Regions from separate parts of the Rattus norvegicus genome. Here region 2 is linked to region 1. Evidence: chromatin contacts called from public Hi-C data. All regions are on one chromosome and are shown on one strand. The core of a region is the stretch at or near the end of the contact, and the rest is flanking DNA. Distances in the headings are between cores, read along the strand shown.

The links. Hi-C and Micro-C count contacts between places; a contact is called where the count stands out from the background.
Region 2: a Hi-C map of Schwann cells shows a contact between it and region 1, with 1.8 times the contacts expected there. The contact joins two enhancer-like sites. A contact is called at or near these places in 2 of 12 Hi-C or Micro-C datasets (Schwann cells and frontal cortex) and 1 of 1 datasets of contacts at active chromatin or transcription factors (oligodendrocytes).

Annotation. Positions count from the first base shown.
Region 1 is chr14:42,636,178-42,639,614 of GRCr8, forward strand. No RefSeq gene overlaps it. Among named protein-coding and RNA genes, the nearest start is that of Chrna9, 42 kb to the left of the region's middle. Within about 2 kb of position 1,879, at least 35 of the 93 cell types and tissues checked have an H3K27ac peak or open chromatin away from gene starts, as enhancers often do. A contact at or near this core is called in Schwann cells, where this site is marked.
Region 2 is chr14:42,830,695-42,834,131 of GRCr8, forward strand. No RefSeq gene overlaps it. Among named protein-coding and RNA genes, the nearest start is that of N4bp2, 21 kb to the left of the region's middle. Within about 2 kb of position 1,912, at least 89 of the 93 cell types and tissues checked have an H3K27ac peak or open chromatin away from gene starts, as enhancers often do. A contact at or near this core is called in Schwann cells, where this site is marked.

The DNA of each region.
Region 1 (3,437 bases), core at 629-3,128:
GTTCTAGTCAGAATGGAAGAAGCTAATCGGATTTGTGCCCCACCCTAGATCCAAATGCAGACAAACAGCCAAGTCAATATATACTCTAGACTGTAAGACCCTGGGCAGAAGATTCTAGATTCTTAAACTGCAACACCACACGAATCAAAAATTGTGGTGACCCTTTTTTTAATGAGAATAAATATTTGACACAGGAAAGACGGTTTGAGATGTTTACAGTATGAACAGACACTAGGAAGTAAGAATTCTGAGGCTAAACCAGACTTAGTGGCAGAGGCCTGTAATCCCAGTATTTGAGAGGCCAAGGCAGGGGGTTTGTGAGTTCTAGACCAGCCTGGGCTACTTGGTTAAGAGACTGTCTACAGAAACAAAAACAAAACTCTGCTACTCGATCTGTACTGAACACCTTTATTGAAAGCGGAGCACAGAGCCCCTAAGAGAATCCTTGCCTTATCAATGTGCTTGTGGGCTGTCTGGGAAAAAAGAGACGCTTGTAGGCTGCGTAATAGTAAATGGGTTACATAAATATTGTCAAGAGAATACACCACAGGGGGAGGGGGTTGACTTATCTTCCAGATGAGATGTTAAGAAAAGGGGGGGTAGGTTCCATGGAGCCCCAGGCTGAGATGTTACTGGAGGCAGAGATCACGGGTCTCCCTTTCTAGAGATTCAAGGTTTTGTGTGAGGATCTGTTGGGTTCTAGAGAGAGAGAGACCTTATGACAGAGGCAAATATACCTCCAGACAAGAAGCCAGAGAGAGACTTAGGAGTCAGGTCCAGACTTTTACCACAAACCACTGACGGGTACCTTAAAAGTGACTTTAATCTCCTCCAAGTGAGTCACCCCTAATAAACCACTGACTCCCCTGGCCCACGATGCTACTCTTTTTTTTTTTTTTTTTTTGGTTCTTTTTTTTTTCGGAGCTGGGGATCGAACCCAGGGCCTTGCGCTTCCTAGGCAAGCGCTCTACCACTGAGCTAAATCCCCAACCCCTGCGACACTACTCTTAAATGTTCTATCTGACCCATTAGGGAGCCAAGCGTCCAACATAAACCTTTGAGGGACACTCAGGCCAAACTGTAGCAGCCTGCGTTTGTCACTCAAGTCCGTGGGGCATGGAGATGTAGCTCAGTGATACAATATTCACCCAGCATATGGAAGGCCCTGGCTTGATCCACATCACTGACCAAAACAACAACAAAAGAGAATTACCTCGTAAGGAAAGGCAGTAAATACTAGTCCTTCTGTTTGTCTGATTTGCCATAACAAAATACTTAGGGCTGGATAAGTTATAAAGAAAAGAGGTTTACATATCTCACAGGTCCAGAATCTTAAGCAGCTGCATCTCATGAGAACCTCCTGTTGTGTCATAACATGGCGGATGGCATCACACAGTGAGAGAAAGAGAAAGAATATGAATTATGGGTGGGAAAGGAAGCAATACAGTGAGCCAAGGTCAACACCACCACCCCGCCTCCCGGCTACATAGAGAGTTCCAGGCTATCCTGGACCATGTGAGATTCTGCCGCAAAACAATAGCTGTAAGAGAGCCGAGCTCCGACACTTTTTTCCCCCCAGAAAATCGCCTTTTCTTGCTGAAAACATAATCAAGGACGACAAAATACACTTCCGGAGCTGAGTAACGCCTTCAGCAGGCACTTGGGGAGGAACACTGGGTCCCTGGAGATGCTCTTGGTTCTGCCCCCCTCCAGAGTTAGCTTTCTTTTCCCTGGCTCCAGTTTTCAGTGTTTCTCTCCTCTTGATTAAAAGCCCTCTGGCTGCCCGATTGCCTGAAATGACAGTAAATGACTCCTGAGACTGTGATGCAATCTTTTCACGTCTTAAGATGCAATCTGTCTTGCACAGCCCCTGACGGCCTGAGTTCACAGCAAAGCCATTGTGGTGTGCACGGGGGCGTTGGCTTTGACTCCCTTCTCCCCCATCCCCCATCAGTTTCCCGCAATTCTGAAATCTCTTAGCGTTCTGTCAGATATCTCGCCTACGGCAATCCTTATTAACTCAGCCATTCATTAGTAATAAATTAAAAAAAAAAAAACAAAAAAACAAAAAACCCTTTGGCTCTTGTTTGCCTCTAGGGTCACAGTAACTCGAGTCCCCATGACCAAAACTGGGCGTCAAAGCTTGTTTCTCCTTAGCGGGAGTCTGCTTGCACAGCAGTCATCCCTTGCAGTTTCTTGCAGACACGCACGCAGGCTGTAGCAACAATGGCAATGACCGTGATTTCCCAAGCCCGTTGCCTAGAAACCACTCCTTGTTTCTGAAACTAATTTAAACATGAGAATTCAGCTCGTGACTCAGGCCGGCCAAGCATGGCAGGGTTTCCTCCGTGTTTTACTTTTTTTTTTCTCCTCCTTTCTCTTTCACATCACAAAATGATACATGTCTATTCCACGGGGGGGAAAAACCTCCTATAACCTCATTATCAGAGACAAACATTGTTGTCTCTTGGGGATATTTTCTCTGTATTTTTACTTTTCTTGTTTTTTTTTGTGGTTTGCCTGCGTACATGTATGTGAACCATATGTGCTCCTGGTGCCTCAGAGGACAAAAGAGGATGTTAGGCCCCCTGAGTTATACACAGATGTGAGCCATCATGTGGGTGCTGAAAACCAAACCCCAATATTCTGCAAAAGCAGCCAGTGCTCTGAACTGCTGAGCCATCTCTCCAGCCCTTTGGGGAGCGTATTTTCTTTTAAATAAGTATTATTCTGGGCATGGTGGAGGGAGGGAGAGAGTGAACGTAGTGTAGCTGATGTTTGACGGTGAGACAGTCTGTCTAGTCACGCCTCTCCTTCCACCTTTATTTATTTTGTTTGTTTTTTTTTTTTTTTTTCCAGAGCTGGGGACCGAACCCAGGGCCTTGCGCTTGCTAGGCAAGCGCTCTACCACTGAGCTAAATACCCAACCCCTTCTCCTTCCACCTTTATCCAGCAGCTCTGCGCCCTCTCTCCGGTTGGGAAATATTTTCTTCCTCCAAATTTTGAACATTGTTAAGAATAATTCTGGCATTTACATTAAGATTAATAGTGAATTTACCTATCTGACAAATTCTTCCACCTCCACATCATAAGCAAGCCTATTTGCTTGTTTGTTTACCTATTTTGGTTATTTTCAATTATTACCATTCAAAGTGCTGTCATGGCCATTTTAAGACAAAATGTTTTTTGAGATACTTTTGCTATGTTGCCAGGATGGTCTTGAACTCTCCACCCTCTTGTCCCTGCTTCCTGGGTACTGGGAGTACAGGCCTGTGCTTCCGTGACTGACTATCAAGAAACAAAAGAGGTTCTCACATCCTGAACGTGGTATAGCCATTGAACAATATTAAAGTAATTCCCACTCTATGCGGTGGTGGGGAGGAGCGCTGGGGACACAACCTCAAGCTCAGCAGGCAAGTCGGTGCTCTACGGCTGAG
Region 2 (3,437 bases), core at 662-3,161, 190 kb after region 1:
GTCCTTAGACATCAGTAAGTGTAAGATTTTATTACCATGAAATGAAGACAATAAAAATAATGTATTAATCTGCATAGGGTGTATCAAAAGAACTTCAATCTCAACACCTACAAAAACTACCCCAAAGGGAGCAGCTATGTGTTGGACTCATCACGCAGCCTAACAGTTGGCTCTGCCTCACATTTACACGATTCTGTGTATGAAAAGCTGAAGGGAAGGCCGGCACTTAGTTTCTAAAATTCAAGCTGATTAATACATTGTTCTGTTGGGTATAGTGACCAAACCTTTAAAGCACTTGAGAAGCAGAGGCAGGTGGATGTTTGAATTGAGATCAACCAAGAAGATCATAACTCAAAATAAAATAAAGTTTCCTTTGTATATCAAAAGGCACGGGTAAACTGTATTAAATCATTAAGTCTTAAAAGAAAAAAATTTTAAACACACCTATGTTGAAAGGAGTTAGCATATAAGATAAATGCCTTTACCATGACTTAAGCCAGTTTTCCTATTAAGTTCAATATTGTCACTGTGTCCCCTTCACAGAGACTAAAGCCAACAGGTGAACAGGAAGCTCTGAGTACAGTACAATGATCTGCAGGGGAGGGAGGTTTGTTACTGCTTTCCAGGTTGAGCTTTTTGTTGCTGCTGCTGCTGTTGCTGTTGTTTGTTTTTTCCTCGTTAACTATATTGTCTCTCTGCAGAAGAGCAGCAGCCATTTCTTTCTAATTCTTCCCCAACATCTCTCTCCACCACTGTACCCCCTCCCATCTCCGCAGAACATTTAAATCATACGTTGGCATAGTAACTGAAAAATTGACTGACCTTTAACAAAAAAAAAAAAATCGGCTGAAAGAAAACTGAAACACATTTAACACACACAAATACGCATGTTAATGCTTCTTTTTAAAAAAAAAAAAACGTAAAAATTATTTGTGAAAAACTGAACCATAGGAGTTCAAATGAGTTGCATCTGAGAGCTAATTTGAAAGTCAACAGTGGAAGTGATTCTTTTTTTTAAGGAATGAAAAGGAGAATCTTGCTATCAATGGGTAATGTATTAAAAGAAATAAACTGGGAGCTCAGAGGCAGCTGCAAATCAGTCATTGTTTTCTAAAAGACCAGGTTATTTCCAGGATTTTTCCCCCCCTCCGGGCTCAACCAATCCCCACCTTTTCTGAGTTAACCAGTCTCCAGGCAAGCCGCGCTTCCTGATTGGCTCGGAGATACCGAGTAGAAAAAACAGCCAATCCTTCTCAAGTCAGACCTGTGCTGTGCTATGGAGACATTACAACCACTGCATGGCCAGATTGTGTACAAACCTGTCCGTGCAGCAATATCCCCTCCTACTCCTAAATTCACTTGCCGGAGTAGTAAATTCACTTTAAAGCCAGCGGGACCTGCCTCCAACCTGGCATCGACTTAAAAAAAAAAGTCTTCCCGCTCTCTTTTGGTGGGAATAAAGAAAGTGTTGTAACCAAAAGCGCAAGAGGGGTAAACTCTGCCCTCGGTCTGACTCACTCTCTCGAAGCCCGGTTTTCGGAGAGCGAGAGGGAAAGTTACGGATCGGAAAGGGCGAGGGTCGCAGGCGCACACCCCCGGAGGGAAGCAAGCCTGGCCGGGCCGAGTGAGCGTGCGAACGTGCGTATGGTTTGGAAGTGAGTAAATAAACAGCTCTACTAGCACTACGAGCCCGGGCAGGCGGCCCAAGTTCCCACAAGGCTCGGCCTGGGAAACGGCGGGGCACTCACAGGGGCGCGAGGTCATGTCGGGGCGGGAAGGCACCCGGAGAGTCCGGGGGCGGGAGGGGTGTGTCGGGGCCTGGAGGCCCGCCAGGCGCTGAAGGCCGGGGAAGCTGCCGCGGCGCCCGCCTTCGCTCGGCCTCGGGCCCCGCGCCAGGGCCCGCCTCCCGCGACGCCTCACTCCCCTTCCGCCCAGCGCCCGGCCCGCGCCTGCCCGGGTTGCCGCGTCTCTCGCCGCCCGCCTCGGGCCCTCCTCCTCTGGGACTCTGCGCTCCCAGGATCCCCCCGCCCCCGCTCTTTTCCTCGCCGGCCCCCTTCTCCCCGGGTCCCGTCGCCTGCCTCTCCTCCCTCCGCCTTTACCTGCTGCGGGACCGGGGCGTCGAGGCCCGGGCCGTGTCGTCGAGTGAGCGCCGCGGGTCCGCAACCCTTTCCCGCCGCCGCCACTACGCTCTCTGGCGCGGCACGGCGCGGGGCTGGCAAGCAGCTGTGTCCGCGGGGAGAGACGCAGCGAGCGTGCGGAGCGAGGACACACTGCCGCTCTCCGTCCGACCGGGGAAGAGCAGCCGCGCAGGAGCCCGCCGCGAGAGGGCGGGTGGGCGGCCGCGTGGGGAGGGGTCTCGCGGCCGCCGCAATGGCTGCCACGTAGCCAGGTGGATCTCCGCCCCCGCCCCGGGGCCGCGACCTCTGCCGCTCCGCACCCCCACCCCGGGCCCTCCAGGATGCGTCGGCCCGCGCCACGGCGCCAGCCCGGAGACCCGAGCCCACCGGTGCTGGCGTCTCGCCGGCTCCGTTAAGAGAAGTGAGTCCCGGGCCTGGCGGGAGGCGCAGCCTGGGACCCGCGGCCCCCGAGGCTCTCCCGGAAGCTTGCGGCCCGTCGCTCGCCCCCGAGGGTCTCGGGGAAAGGCAGGCGCGGGTCCTTTCTCGGTGACGGCGGGGCCCGCTACTGCTCCCCGTGTAAGCGACCCGGTGAGCCGCGGCCGGGTCAAGCCCTCACCTCTCTCCCGAGCCCGAAAAGCAAAACAAGGTCGTTCTGGCCCGGGGCAGCGAGGGAGGAACTAGGAGCTGGGGCGGGCGGGTCTGCAGCTGCGAGGTCCGAGGGGCGAGGCGATGGGCCCCGCGCTGTCCCCCACGGGGGCCGCTCACTCGGGGCGGACGGGCGGCGGCGCCCCGCGGGAACAAAGGGCCCCGCGGCCCCAGCAACCCGGACGGAGGCTGCCGGGACCCAGCCCGCGCCGCCAACGTGCGGTCGGAACCCGCTGGCCTGAGCCCAAAAGAGCTGCGGCCTTTGCCAGTGTGGAGCTGGAGTTTCAGGTGCCAAGAAAAAGCAACAGTGTTCCCTTCCCTGTTAACGATCCTGGATTATTAGCCCGTCCCCTAAGCCCGCTCCATGTTTTTCCGGCTGGACTCTGACTTTCCTGTTTAATTTGTTCTGTCCTGACATGAAAAGAGCAGAGTACAAAAGTGTCTCACTCTAGCCTTCTAATTAATGATGCTACTGGTCGTTTCAGGTTTTTAGTCTTGTGTGGGGTTTTTTGTTTGTTTTTTGTTTTTGTGTGTTTTCTCCCGGAGTTTCCTCCCTGCGTTTTTTACTAAACCCCCCCCCCCACACACACACCCTTGCCATAGTAAAATAACCTCTTGATAACGTATCCCTCTACATCAGAGACAGATTATCTTTCAATTGCAATGGCAATTTCT